Regions from separate parts of the Mus musculus genome. Here region 2 is linked to region 1. Evidence: chromatin contacts called from public Micro-C data. All regions are on one chromosome and are shown on one strand. Each heading gives the region's core, a stretch centred on a gene start, on an enhancer-like site or on the middle of the called end of the contact. The rest is flanking DNA. Distances are from core to core; before and after follow the strand shown. Region 1 overlaps Zbtb20 (zinc finger and BTB domain containing 20). Region 2 overlaps Zbtb20 (zinc finger and BTB domain containing 20).

Region 1 (7,863 bases), core at 3,930-6,429:
TAACGTAGGAAGCCATAAAGTTAACATGTAAACAGGCGTCTCTCCATGTTGAAACACATAGCTAGTAGAAAATATGATGGGAGAGAAGACACTTCATAGGACTTTAAGTATATAAAAAGCTAAGTAAATGAGTTAAGAGAAAAACATAAGACTATATAAGAAACTTAATAACAAATGTTTAAATCTCTATGTCAAAGACCATAGAATAGTTAAAAGACACAAAAGTTATTAAATATATGGGAGGAAACTCAGCTTCTGCATAAGAGATGGTACTCCCATAAAGATAATCATTGTGCCTGTGTCAAGTCAGGGACATCTAAAATTACATGAGAATTTTCACAAGGTATTTTTGTTTTTCTTTTATACAAGTTCTTCTGGCTGATTATAGTGTTTATTTGGAATAACAACTGATCAAGAAAACTGAACAAGAAGAGTAATGAGGGAATTGGAGAAGGGAATGAACACCTTAAATATTAAAACATATTATAAAGCCATAGTAATTTACAATTATGAGAAAACAGCACACAACAAACTTAGGACAGAAAACCTAGAAATGTACCTGATTCTATGACAAATTTTACCATAAGATACCATGTAAGCACTAGAAAACAAAACAAAAAACTAAGTCTTTACATAATGAGAAATAGGAAAACTTACTAATTGTACATCTCTGTGATAAGATCCAAAAATTCAACTTATCAGTATTACCAGAACTGTTTTGTGAGATGATCGCCATTCTCAGAATTCAATAGAAAGTAAATCTTAAAACTGTCAGAAAAGCAAAGATGTCACAGTTGTTGGTAGAAGCAATTTTAACACTTCCTCTTCCTATTGTTTTTAAATCCCAAGCAAAAATACTATAATAAAAAAAAAAAAAAACTCCACACCTTCTGTGACTATAACTTAGTTGAAAATCAACTACAGTACATCTCAATTTAGATCCAAACTTTTTCTTAAATTTCAAAACAATGTTTATATTTTTTATTAGGTATTTTCTTCATTTACATTTCCAGTGCTATCCCAAAAGTCCCCCATACCCTACCCCACCCACTCCCCTACCCACCCACTCCCACTTCTTGGCCCTGGCGTTCCCCTATACTGAGGCATATAAAGTTTGCAACGACCAATGGGCCTCTCTTTCCACTGATGGCCGACTAGGCCATCTTCTGATACATATGCAGCTAGAGACACGAGCTCCGGGGTATAGCTCTATCTATAATTTATATTATAAACTATATATGTGATTCCTAAGGTCCACGGGGCAGAGCCCCTTAAATGCATTTATATTAGCTTATCATTAAAAGTAATAATAAATGCAGATGCATTCTAAATCTCTGTTAATACTCATTTTCATACACTATTGTGAAGAAATACCCTAGTGCTTAAGACATCTGGGTTTAAGCCAGTCTATCATCGCTGGCGGCGTAGTATTGGAGTGCATTTTGAGACAGCATCTTTGCTTACCTTGAAATACCATACTTTACAAAAAAAAGCAATAAGCCTCTAACATTTGTAAAGATTATGTTTAGGAAGAAAAACACTGGGCATTTAGTATCTTTTTAAATAAACACTTCGAAAAGAATCATACATATGACTAAAACCAATTATCCCACCACCAAGTGGCAGGAGGGTATCTGTATCTCTGGGTCCTATAGATCCTATAGATGCCATCTATAGAATGGAGAGGTAACAGTCTACAAAACTACATATTGTCCTCACAAGTGGCTTCTGGAAAAGGGTGTATGGTTTGGTTTGGTTTTTGTTTTTATGAGATGTTAAACTGGTAAGGTGGCAAAAGACAACACAGCCTTACTACACAGTGGCACTGCCTTACAAATGAAAACCTGCACTATTCCTTATGATCAGGGTTTCACCCATTTATTTGGTTAATCATTCAAATGGCTAAACAGACCTCTAATTTGAAAATAAAACCAATTGATGCAATCACAAACAAGTTCTAAAATTGCGGTTTATAAAAATTGAAATCTTGTTCTAAGCCAAAACACACACACAGTTACCTTTTCCTAATCAGAGCATTCATTTCTCCTCATTATGATCTCACAAGCACATTAAAATCTTATTAACATTAATTACTTCTGAGCGCCTATGCATGAGCAGTGACAGTCGTGAGCTTGCGCGTGTCTGGATCATATCTACATTTATATACCTTACTGCACTTTGCTTATAAAACATGTGAAAATATTTCTGCTAACACCAATTAGCTAATTCCTCCCTCCCTCTCTCTCTCTCTCTCTCTCTCTCTCTCTCTCTCTCTCTCTCTCTCTCTCTCTCACACACACACACACACACACACACACACACACACACACACAAGGGGGGGGGGAGAACTGCTGTTTCACTGAACAGCCTATCAGGGATCAGCAAACATATGGACAAACGGACAAGGAAGAAATAGAAACACCTTGGATGTGAGAACTAAAATTCATCATATTTGGGCTTAATTCTTGAGGTAAAGTCAAACTCAGAGAACAAAACAACGAAAGGAAATAAAATCACATAAACTGATAAAGCTACAGAAACTAATAGTTTCTCGGCCCAGAAACTATTGAGTGGGATGGGGATGGCAATAAAGCAAAAGTTAGAAGAAAAAAGCAACAGACTTGGGAGCCAGAGGTAACCATTCCGTACATGTGCCCATATGGACATGCACCTCACACATCTGCCCATGTAAACAAACTTATCATTTGAACAAAACAACAGAGATTCTGCCTATAAAATATGAACAAAAACCTACTATACCTTAGGCTCAAAAAGTCATCACAAGCAAATAAAATTTTTATGTAATACAAATGACCTGTGATCCTATGTATATGATAAACACTATTTACAAGAGCCACCCAACTCTACCCGAGAACCTCAATCAAATGCAGAAAGCTGGGCCACTACAGACATCAAACAACAAAGAACCATTTTGCTTAGCACTGTCTTCTCAGCATCCAAATATGTTATCATCTACACATACACTCCATCCACTACTGCCCTCCTCTTCCTCCATCCTGTGTCATCAGGAAGAGTCACTAGGACTGCATCTCTGATTATCACAACTACATCTACATTTCTGTGTTTGCCCCATCTGCCTATCTTCTCTCTCTTCTCCTCACAGCCTATACTTCATTAGTGAATCCAAAGTCCACTCAAAGACCATTTATCTAGAGCTACATTTTCTAACCTGAGTGTCAGTACCATTTTTAACTCCTTGATGCTGCTGACAACTATTATCCCAAATCCTGCATTGCTTTCACAAAGGAAATATTTCAGAATTCCTTATATAACATGTAAAGCATCAGCAAAAAGAGTTCATTTTTAGTTCAGAATAAAATTTTGAGTGAGAAAAATTCTGTCTGCTTTGGTCACAATACTTATTATTTGTTGAAATAAGAAAACAATAAAGCTTAATTTTAAGAATTTTAACCATTGATTATAGGTATTAAATTGAGAACATCTGACTAAGAATGAAACAGAGAAAGGGAGAGATCATAAGACAGTCAACCACCTAGCACAATTAATGCTCAAGTTGATTTCAGCAGTTATAGTTTAATTCTGTAATTCCAATTTTCTACCTATTGTTCAGCAGTCTCATAGCCTAGCATGAATAAACACCCTATAGCAGCACATGTGTACCCACTCCAGATGTGCTATGTCAGAAATATCTAAGTACTGTTCTTGCCCAGTATAATGCACATTAGCAAAGAAATGGAAAGGAACAGATATCTTGCTCCTTATAAAGTAGTATTTAAAATGTATATTAGTATCAATGTAGAGTTGAAATTTTTATAAAGAGCATGCTAAATTTTATTAAAGTTGAGTTATTCAACATGCTTATAACTGAAAAAAAAAAAAAGCAGTGACCATTCTCTGGGAAATCTAAAACATACCAATAAAAAGACTGTTAACCAGTGAAGTGTTTAAGTATTCAGTATAAATTCAATAATAGTAAAGTAAAAGCAAGTGCAATAAAATAATATTGAAAATGAACAAAAGTTATTTCAAGTGAATGCCAATATCATATCTAAAGGTTGAAATCAGCACCCTTATGAAGTTTATATGAGTTTCATACAGGCAACAGCATCTGTCACAGTGCTACTAACTACCTGCACAGATTCAAATTTAGCCAGATTTATAAGGCAGCACCAAGAGCTCCCAAACAACAAATAAATAAACCTACAGAACCAACATTCAAAAGTCTGAAAATATTATAAAAAAATTAATGGTTGTCATTATTACACAATAGTACTTTATATTTCAAAAGCATTTATATTTAACGAATGATTAAACATTAGTTTATAAGTCATCAATAGCCAAGTAAAATAAGGAACTTAAAAAAAAAGTATTAGCCAAGTGAATCACAGAAGAAATATCTTATGAGAAATATCTAAGTTTATAGACTACTAACAAAGAAACTTATTTAAAAATCAATTTATATTAGCACTTTTTGGGAACATCTTGCATCACCCCCTTAAAGATCACAGGGAAAAGAGGCAGCACAGAAATAATGTTGAATTATCAGCTATCAAAAGTACCATGGTTAAATTTTCAGTTCACTATTTTACTCAGAGCTTCCCGGCAACCCACTGACATATGACCAAGACCGACTAGCAGAAAGTGACAAAAAAAAAAATGTTGAGGCTTCGAACCCACCTTCCCTCTCATACAGGCCACATCACAAACTAGAGATTAGGTGGCCAAATTTTAACATCAAAGGTGCACTTGGCATTTGAACCAGACCTAAGAATAAAAACCATGGTCTTTATTGTCCAATAAAGCTAATAAGCTGAGGCTTACTTAACTCTTTCCTGGCTTTTTGGATCTTCTCAAGGATTACTGAAATTGGAGGCTACATATGAAAGGACAGTTCATCATTTCCAAACAAACGATCCTCATCCAGATTGCCCTCCAATCCGTGAAATCTGAGATGCCTCAGGATTCTTCTTTGTGAAAGCCTTACAAATATATCCAAAGATGGTGAGTCCCATATGGCTCTGATAAATGAAACCCGTTATTGTGAATTTCAGGCTCTTCTTTACAACAAAACACTATTGGGTGAATTTGGTGCTCATGAAATAAAGCACTAATTGCGTGGCCTAACAACACTGAATCCTCTGCCTAGCAGACATTTCAAGTTGTGCCAAATTGGTTTTGGGATGTGAACACATATCCTGGAGCCAGACTAGCTCACATGCACTCACTACTCCCTGGAAGGAAGTTGGGCACTCTTGGAAACTACATTAACTCTTTCAGGACACCCGGGAACCTGACTATCATGAAGAGAAAGGCCCTTTCAAGACAAAAACAAGTCGTTCTGCACAATGTGAAGCCCCAGTAAGAGAGGTAAAAACAGCAAAATCTGACTGAGGCTTAAGTATCCACATTACGTATTAGACAGCATCTGGACCCCAATAGATGCTTTCTCAAATGTATCTTGAAAGTGCTATTCCTTTTCTCCTATGTATGCATAATTTCTAAGACATTAATAAGAGTTGTGTGCACTCCTGAGACAAGAATTCATTTTAAGCTTAATATGCCACATTTGCCTCAGGCCAAGCGATAAGAAACTTTTGTTTCTTTGGTAACCACTTTCACCTTATTATAACAAGAAACTCCTTTAGTGTTTTTAGCCACATGAAATGTAATTTCCAAACAAGAATCTTTTTCTATGGTCTTTGTATCCTGGCTCACAGAGATGCCCACAAACCTGGAGCTGCATATTTAAATGGCAATTAACCAAATCTCTCCCTCTCATGCAAATCTATGTTCATAATTTTAAAAACAGGATAAGGAAAATTTTGAACTGCTACCTCTTTTTTTATGTCCTAAATAACTTGTTGGGGATCAGTACTTATTTTTCTAGAGAATTTTAACTAAATAATTAATTTGTAGTAGATAAGAGCATATTTATCTGTCCCCAAGAATATCCAAACTGCACCACCTATAATTTTAGAGTTTGTAGGCTAAGGCTACTGTCTCCTTAAGGCGGTCAACTTCATCTTTTATTTTGAAAACTTGATAAAGATGAAGTCTAGATGAGAACTGTGGGAAATACGTAGAATCCTTGGAAGATGTCATTTAGTTACTTTAGCTCCTTCTGGCTTAAGCATTCTCCATTTCTTACAGAACCACACTTAACTTCCTGCCAATTGGTGTGAATTTAAATGGGAGGTGAGAAGCCTGTGCTCCGCTTCTAACAAAGCCGCAGGCCCTCACCACTGGCCTCCTCAGGCCACTGAGACTGACTGACTCCATAGCTGAGATATGAAAACACAAACTTGTCAGCAGGCCCTACCTATAAGGAAACTAGGTGCTATTGGCAAATAGGACACATTTGTGAATCAAATGTATGGCTGTTTTTGAACTCAATTAATTTCAATTCTTAGAATAGAATCCAAGGCTCTGATGGCTGTGGGTATGTCAATATGAGAACCATCTACCTGATCTGCATTCATGTTTGGTAACAACTCAAACATTCACTAACCAAAGTTTAGAGGACTGGAAACTCTACTGCAGTGTGTGCAAACCATGTTGAATATGATGACATTCCCTCTGAGTTCTTCTATGCAGTTACTGGGTTAGCTTCCGGTGACCAAGTCAAACTCAGGTTGTGGTTTCAGTTGGCACAGAGAAACCAGTAAGGCGGCATTATAAGGAAAAGTGAAGCTACTGCCCACACACTGCACCATCCACAGATTTTCTATTTACTGTAACAGTGAGAAGCTGACTAATAGATATGACCTCAACAGGTAAGATGGGAACCAAGGTGAAATTTTCCCACAAGGCTCAAGCAGAGGAGATATCTAAGGAAGTTATAAACCTTTCAAAGACTAAAGTTCTAATTAATGTATCTACTCTAATTCCATGTAATATGATTATGAAGCTGTTTTTAAAACCTTGTATGTTCACTACAATTTCCATATTTAGAGCTCTGCCATGAGCACAATCTCTACTTATTCGACACCATGTCTATTTCTAACCCCATGATTGTTACATATATGGTCTGAATAAAAGATACACATGCTTAAAAGGATGCACACTGGCCTTACAGATCAGCTTGTTCTAAACATCCTTCATGCTCAAAATTTACCTGACAGTCTACCTAAGCCTGAAACTATCACGAAAATAATTTTCAGATATTACAGCAACAGCAAGAAAAGAGGAGGGAGGAAACAGGCTGCAGAGATGTTAGAGTTTCTTCATCAATAGAGGCACCAAGCCAGGCAATGTTCTCACTGAAGAAATAGCTCCAGTACAAGTCTCAACCCTGAAAACACATGTGTAGCTGTAACTAGTCATTTTACCCATGCAGGCTTCTCCTTCCTAACCTGCAAAGCAAGGCTAACCAGTTGCTTCCCATATGCCTATACTGGCTAGATGTTTTCACGTTTTACTCCGAGCCAAAACCTCATCTACATAATACCAGTCACACCTTCCCCTCCCCATTGAGTTTTCTGACTTTCTGTGTTTGCAAAGACATAAAATTAGCTGTCAAAATTGAACATGCCCAGTAGCCAGGACACACGCTGGCCTCAAGATCGGGAAGGAGTGAGTTATGTCAAAGTGCTTATTTGGCCCCAACAGGGTCACTGTTGGTATACTACCTCCCACTACTAGCTCCTGTGGAATTTTCCTCAGAAAAATGGAGAACTGTTTTAAGATAGACATGCCCTTTAAGCTGGTCTCAAATCAAAATAAATTTAGGATATTCAAAGAGCCTACAGAATTTTCCCTGTGGAGCTTAAATAAATTACTGACAAAATTTTCCATTTCATACTCCCTTACTAAATTTGACTTTCTACAAAATCATGTTTTAATTTCTATATTTGAAAAAAGAGTAGGTAAACTTCTTAATTT
Region 2 (7,863 bases), core at 3,642-6,141, 170 kb before region 1:
GTTACAATCACTACAAAAAATTTTTGTTACATTTATTAAAAAGTGCTTCAAAATATTTTAATAAAGTGCTAATATGAATATTACATCTTTATCTGTTTTAAGGTGGAGAAAACATAAGCAATGTTTCATTTCTAAAACCAACTTCCCATGAAGCAGAGCAGAAGGCCTGCTTATTACAGATTTTTCCTAGCCAAATTCCCGAAGGGCCCCCAACGGGCTTTCTCAATTTGTGGGCACTGTCCTCTAACAATCTATTTCTTTCCAGACTCTCCTTGGAAACCAAAGATTTATGTCACTCTCTTCATATTTGAAAAGGAAATTGGTCCAGGTTAAAGAAAAAATAAAAATTGAAAGTTTATTTTTATCAAAGAATCCACGCTGGCTGGACAAATAAGTCATTAATATGCCCTAGGCTGGAGGCTCCTTCGCTAGTGACTCTGTCTCTATAGGACTCTTACCACTGTTTGGACCTACACAAATCCCGCTCACAGAAGGCATTTGTGAAGATGATTCATGCTTAGACATGTGTTTGGAAAAGAAAATACTGTCAGATAGTCATTGGGAAATTAGACCCTGCTCTCTGCAAATATTTTAAATCTCCAGCTCAAATTCTAGACCCAGGGAAGAGTCACATAGGCTGGGAACATTTCTTTAAAAAATGAATATTCACTTAGCATTCTGAAATATTTTTTTGAGGTCAATCAAACAGGTATTACAGCATTTTATCAATAGCTTATCAAACCATAGAATAGAACAGGACTGAATAAAGAGGCCTTTCCTAAGGGAACTCTCTGGTCACTGTTCTATGAAAGCATATGAGCATATTTTTATAAACTCATCTTCACAGGAAGTTACCCAGCTTAATAAGCACAGACCCGAAAGTTAATATTAAAATTTACTTTGATTTCAGCGGCAACAAAGCTGGTCCAACGAGGAGCTATTACATAAAACCCTTATTGTCACACCCATCATCACCACTCTCCACAGAGGAAGGCCAGCACCACGAAGCCAGCTCTCAGTTCACCTCAGGAAATATGCTGCACAGATGGCCAACCTAATAATGATGCAGTAGTGAGGTGGCCCTGTTTATCTTCTCCAAATGACACTGCCTTAATTTTACAATTCTCTTTATTGATGCCCTCTTTCATGTATAGGTCTATTAGATCCCACTTCCCTTACTGTCCTCCCAGGACTTGGCGCTTGCCAACTACAGTAAGTTGTTTTGACAACTTGTCTAGCTATACAATACTCTGTTTCTTTCCCTCTGCATTCGTTCTGGCTTCAAATGACTGCCTTCATAATATAGCAGAATATCCAGTCAAAGTATACAACTGGGTGGAAATCTTTCTATGCATAAACACTGTCCTGGCCAAACTATAATCTTTAATGTGCCCATAGTTCTCTTTCTTTTTCTCTTCACTTTCATAGATAAATCCCATTTGCTATCTTGTCTACTCCTATCTTAATAAGGAATGACTGCCGTGACTACCCCCATCTAGCTACGCCATTCACCGCCAGCACCTCTGCTCTCCTCGTGTGCTTCAAGAAGAACTGATTAGCACTTTGCATAATTAACCTGATTAGCACTGTGCATAATCAAACTGATTAGCACTTTGCATAATTAAAAAGAAATAATAATAATAACAATAATAAGCACTAAGTAATATCAGAAGCTGTTAGTCCCTCAGCCCTTTGGTTACCTCCAAGATTAGTTCAATGCAACACATCTTGTACCTCCACATTGAAATCTGTTCTTTAATTCTAAAGTCAAGGAAGCATATTCAAATTCTTTCAGTCCACAAGCCCATATGGTTTCTAGTTTCATTCTCAGTTGCCAAAATGTTCGATTTTTTTTCCCATCTATGACTCCCTCTACTCAATCGTTGATATTCCATGGATATGACAGTGGGACAAAAATGAGAATAAGACACCAAATCCAAGGAAAACCAAACCCTAGGAGATAAAATCAGAATTGAAGATAGATGCTGCTTCTGTTCAAATGAGAAAGAACTAGACAACTTACCAGGGAAATCTGGTAGGGCCATGTACTTTGTGACCTCAGCAAAGAGATTTAGTGTTCATAACCTTACTCCCTCGTATTAATGGAGTATGGGAGGAACATGGAGTATGATAGCTCAAGGGCTGCCATTGTAATAAGATAACAGCTTAACAAATATTCTGTCAACTAGATGCTAGTAGTCATAATTGAGGCATCCCTAAGCCTGGCACTACCAAAACACATTTCACACCATGGACAGAATCATAGATTGAGTAATAAATTTTATATTTATAATGACTTCAAATCAAAAAAACTATGAAGTCTTTTTGCTTAACTTTCCTTGTTTCTCAGTCAATGACTGAATATGATTATAAATATGAGTTAGAATTATAATTTTACTTTGGTAATTATTGTATCCATCATGGTTCTCATTTGTATTTCCACAGAGGTTAAAGTCAAGCTGTTCCTGGAAATTCACAAGAAAATAGAAGAAAACCTGCTATATTTCTACTAATTTGGGAATGCAAGGTGAGAATTTTGCAAGCCTGCTTTTCTCTACCGCATCATAGTTGACTAACTGTTCTTTGCTAGCTTTTAGTTCAATCCTCCTGTCCTCTAAACCATCTTTGAGATCCTGCCTCATCTTTCTTGTACTGTTTATTGTAGTCTTCTCTGTATTAAGCGTTTATATATACAGATCTTTTAGTTATGTCTGTTCTTACCCCACAAACATCACTTGAGAGATGCATGTCATGAGCACACCACATTTTTGTCATAGTTGAATTGAGGAAACTGAATAGCGAGACTCTCTGTTTCCAGTAAGCATTGACCATACAAGTGCTACGTACAAGCCTGGGTGGGGGGCTGCTTCACTACCTGTATTCCTGAGATTACAAAGGTATTTGACACCCACAACCATGTGTGTGATCAAAAAATGAATAACATTTAGTCACTCAAAGCAAAACAGTAGTGTCTAGTGAGTACATGTCATTGTACTTACTACATACTGAACACAGCACTGATCATGAAAACTGCAGGCTTCTCACAAGAACCTTATGGTTTAAGTATCTTTTAAGGAATTTTTCAGAGGCTGGAATGGACATAGAATTCTCACTCCTCAAAGGTGAACGAAGAATAACTATCATGGCCTGTTGTAAGGCATCTATCATAAGACCATGAGGCCTGTATCAACCTAAAGAGCAGCTTCTTCCTGGGAAAATAGTTCATTCTGCATTTCATTTAATTCAAGGAAAAATGCTGCTGTGGAGATTATTCAAGTCCAAATGTTCCTGGTGAAGGTGCTTCCAGTAATTCTGGGAAAGAAGCCAGTCCTCTAGTTTTATATGTAAATATTTTAAAAACAAGCACACATATATAAGCACAAAGGAAAGGTCAAGAAGACGTAAGTCTTTAAAAATCTATTTTAATAATTTTTTCCTATAACTGTCCACAGAATTTTGGGCTTTTTTGTAGTGTTACATTTTCTTTTACACAATACACCTGCTTTTTTTTCTAAACTAAATATTTCTTCCATCTAATGACTTTCTTTATTAGACAGCATCTAATTTGCATACATTTACATACAATTTAACTGCTAGCTTGTGAGAACAAAGAAATGGCTCTGCATTGTACTGAAGGACAATGCTCAGTAAAGGAAGGTATAAAACCAACCAGTTCTGTGACTGTGAGCTCTTTGTCTCAGTCACACCAACCTCTCTTTCTTTTTTAACATGCTACTTAAAGGGGGTAAAAATTATTTCATCAAACAATGAAAGAAACTCCTCTCTTCAAATGTCTGTACCCCACCCCCTGCTTGGTTACCTCAATTTGGGTCCAAGTTCCCTGATTCTATCATAAGTTCCTTTATTAGTTTTATTAGATTTGCTAACTCAATCCTTGTATTTTGTTTGGTATCCCATGTCTGGAACAGGCTGGGATCCTGCTCTGGTAAAATTTCCATTCCAATCATTTGTACTGACATTCACTTTTCTCCTGAATGGACCAGGTCTTAGAATGTGGGAGGCTGTTCTTAAGTGTACAATACAGGCTCTTTCTTATCTTACCAGGTTAATAGATTTCCTTAAGACTTCAGGGCTTTTTTGTAATAAACATTTCTTCAAAATAAATGGTTTCCAACTCCACTGGGGAGTTAATGGGAAGACGACTTGAACGTAAGGAGGACGTCCATGCAAGACATCTTCTAAGTAAAGAGCACTTGAGGCAACTGCTCCCCCACTCAGCCCTGGTGTCCCTTTGTGAGTCTCCAAGCCTGCAGGGCTCTTGGGTAATGAAAAAGAGAAACAAACCTGAAAATCACAGACCCTTGACTCTCCCACCTAGTAAATACACTAACATTCTGAGAAGGTGACTTGCTGTGTCTCTTCTCTTAGTAACTCTCATTCTTGATTCACAGAAAGGGAGATTATAGAAAGCAATCTCAGAGAGTTTGCTCAGTGTTTTATAAATATTAACTATTGAAAACATACAAAATAAGCAATAATGCTGTGGTCACAACCAAGTTAAAAAAAAAAAAAGAAAACGCAAAGGGAATTCAAGTTTCTTAAATGCCACTGGAAAAATATTATCAAAAATCAATGGAATAAAAATGCTTCAATTACAATAAGTAATACAAACGTTGGGCAGGACAGAAGGGCAACTGAAAGCTATAAAATAACATATGGAGCAGCAAAGGCAGGTGGGGACAGCAGCATCAGTGAGCAGGAGCTCAAACTGCCCAGGAAGACACATTTCCTTAGAAGTGGGTTGTATATCATCAGCCTGCTTTTAGCATCTTGATAATACACATTTACAATTTTAATGACCAAAAGAGGTGTGAACTTGTCAGTGATAAGTGAGGAAATTCTATCACTCTGTAGGGCTGCAGAATGCCCACATGATTTGGAGCCTTCGACAGCCAAACAGATTGCACAGGCACTACATGCGATCTTGAGGCATGTCTGATTTTCCACCTGGTGGGACGCCGGAGTTAGAGACAGTATCAGTGCTGGGGTGCTGGCAGAGACCAACTCTGCCAATGCTTTACCCCATGAGCAACTATGAATATTGATTAAAATAGAGCACACAAAAGAAAGAATCAGACCCTCTCGTTGCAAACAAAAACCGAAACAACACCTCTAGGTTTTGACTAGATTCCAGACACTCAGAGACATTCTCAAAACCAAGACTTATTTCTGAAACCAGTTTTAACTTCTAGAGGCCTTACAACTGATCCCCAAATCCCTTGTTTCATGAGAAACAACAAACTCATCACCTCATGGTACTATAGCATCTGTCCTTTCAGAGAGACTCTGAGTAAGTTTCACACAACATTTCTGATTCTCAGGCTCATTAAACCTTCTTGTTAATGGAGATTTCAGGCAGCACTTGTTTTTGTGTCATAGAGTACTGTCAGTACCCAGTGTCAAACCACCTTTTCCCACTCTATCATATTAAATTCTCTGTGTTTGTTTTAAAAGCACCTCTTAATACTAACTCAGCCAACATCACCTGTGCTGGAGGTGGTTAAGATCCACCTCCCCAATGCATGTTACCACGGTGACAAAGTAGTGACCTAATTTACACACACCTGCTGGGTTAATTGGGCCAAAATGAAAGATGATATATATGCTCAAAATCCAAAACTGATTTTTCCCTCAAAATTAAATATTTGATTTTTTTAAATTAGCAGTTTCTAAAGCTAAGAACATACTCCAGGTGTGCATCTGCCAGTTAATACACCCTGAATGTTTCATGACACTTGAGCAGCAAAACATATTGAGTGATGAATACAAATCTTTTATGTATTTTCTGCATGCAATGATTAGTATGACTAAGTGGTCTCAATCACAGAAGAAGCCGGGGTGCTGGAGGGGTCAGGCTACTGACTGAGCTAACAGGGACATTCAACCATGCCAAGTGAGCACTCCCTCGGGGCTTAAAAACAAAACAAACAAAAAAAAAAACAAAACAAAACAAAACAAAAAAAAAAACCACAAGTTAGCTTTGAAGTAAGCTGGACATACTTCAAGCCTTTCGCAGCATGCAACAAGTTTTGAAACAAAAATATTACCTTTGATGACCTCACTTCTGGCCACTTTCTACCCTCTTCCCCCAACCACTGAGTGCTTTCTCCAGGCCACAGAGTTTTCTACCCACAGACAATAGTGATATGAGCAGAAAGCTCCCTTTAAGGAGGGTTGGTACCGACCAGCCATCAATGTGTGCATGCACACAAATGGCCTTTCTAAACCCATCAAAGGCTAAAATTTTCAGACCAACCATTCATTTATCAGGGTTGTCCATTAATGTACCTATACAAAGATATTCTTCTATTTTCAACATAGAAAAATTAGAAGTAACTAATTTGCATGTATACAACTAATCGATTGTCAAGATGGTATAGTATACATTTATGGAATACATAAATAGACAAGGGAAAATTATTTAATAGAAAAATCATGATTGAATTATATTGCTAGCTAACAAAAATCACAACCAATAAATTATATGTTGTGAGCAATGGCCCATGGTTTTAAAAATAAACACCAATATATTAATAACTCTTTCTTCTAATAGTTAATAATTATATCAAAGATACCTTGACTCTTCTTATTCTTACTTTTTGAATTTCCCAAATAGTTTTACATTGAGTTTGTTATTGGTATAATATAAAAATATATATGATTATATATGTTTACATATGACTCAATAATATTAAAAATAGAGGTAAAGAGGTAGGTCAGAAATGAGGAGAAGTGGCTATTTTCTCAGGGGACTCAAGACTGATCCCTCGTACCCAAATAACAACTCACAACTATCCACAACTCCAAGTACAGGGGTACCAAAATCCCTTACTAGTCTCTGTGGGTACTGGACGTGCACATGATACACAGCTGTATATGTAGGCAAAACATTCATACACACAAAAATAATAATGAAAACTTAACTTGAAAGTAAAAGAAAAATTAGTGACATGGATTGTACACCTTATCCTTTACCTCTCTTGTCATCAAACAGTTACAAATACATGTTAAGCCGGATAAGGTTCTTTTATTGCTAAACATTCAACTTTGTAACTGCTTTTTTAAAAAATAAAACATTGTAAAGACACAGGCTATCAGAATTCTTAGTCTAAGCTCCCTTTAAAGTTAAACAAAAATCATATGAAAAGATTGCCTTTTAATAATGACTACATGAAGCCAACTCTTTAAGACACAAATAAACTTATTTATCACCTGGTTATTGTGTCTTGCAAAAAATTACAATGTTCAAATTTTTATTTCATTTGTTCAGTTATAGGGTCTTCCTGATGAGTGCTTTTCTTAAGTAAGTAAAATTAACATTGCCGTATGAACTGTATTTGCTGTTAAAAGTATCTCACTAGGGGTTTGATTTATTCTATGATGCTTTCACTGATTTAATCATTGCTTAGACAATCAAAATATAATAATTTATTCTTGTAAACGAGAGACTTTCTTGGGAAGTCCTATGTCACAAGCAGTAGACATCAGTGACTGCTAAAGAAAGACATGCAAATTCTAACATTCCAGTTCTCAATATAATACTATTTTTTTTTTTTTTTTGCCTTTGTGCTAACTCTGTCTTCCTAAAAAGTTTATGGAACAAAAAAGGATTTTTTTTTCATTTCAAGTGAAAAAATAAAACTGCTACTTTCATTCAAAAACAAGAGTTAATGCATTTTGAAAGTACACAGAATGTAAAATTTAGTTGAATCAAAATATAAATATTAAATAAAAGATTACACCACAAATCTGCTATAAAAAAATGTGAATAAGTTCTCTCCATATGAGTTCTTCTAAGTCACAAAGTAAATGAGCAGTGAGCACTACTGTATGCAAATACTA

The links. Hi-C and Micro-C count contacts between places; a contact is called where the count stands out from the background.
Region 2: a Micro-C map of muscle stem cells shows a contact between it and region 1, with 3 times the contacts expected there. The contact joins two enhancer-like sites. A contact is called at or near these places in 3 of 39 promoter capture datasets (3T3-L1-derived adipocytes, hippocampal neurons and liver), 3 of 484 Hi-C or Micro-C datasets (muscle stem cells and myocytes), 1 of 115 datasets of contacts at active chromatin or transcription factors (astrocytes) and 2 of 9 other capture datasets (adipose tissue and pancreatic islet).

What each region holds. Positions count from the first base shown.
Region 1 is chr16:42,918,932-42,926,794 of GRCm38.p6, reverse strand. The region is part of intron 1 of Zbtb20 (zinc finger and BTB domain containing 20); the gene reads right to left. Among named protein-coding and RNA genes, the nearest start is that of Gm19522, 11 kb to the right of the region's middle. Within about 2 kb of position 5,179, at least 9 of the 459 cell types and tissues checked have an H3K27ac peak or open chromatin away from gene starts, as enhancers often do. A contact at or near this core is called in muscle stem cells, where this site is marked.
Region 2 is chr16:43,092,024-43,099,886 of GRCm38.p6, reverse strand. All of the region lies in intron 2 of Zbtb20 (zinc finger and BTB domain containing 20), which reads right to left. Among named protein-coding and RNA genes, the nearest start is that of Gm25873, 30 kb to the left of the region's middle. Within about 2 kb of position 4,891, at least 12 of the 459 cell types and tissues checked have an H3K27ac peak or open chromatin away from gene starts, as enhancers often do. A contact at or near this core is called in muscle stem cells, where this site is marked.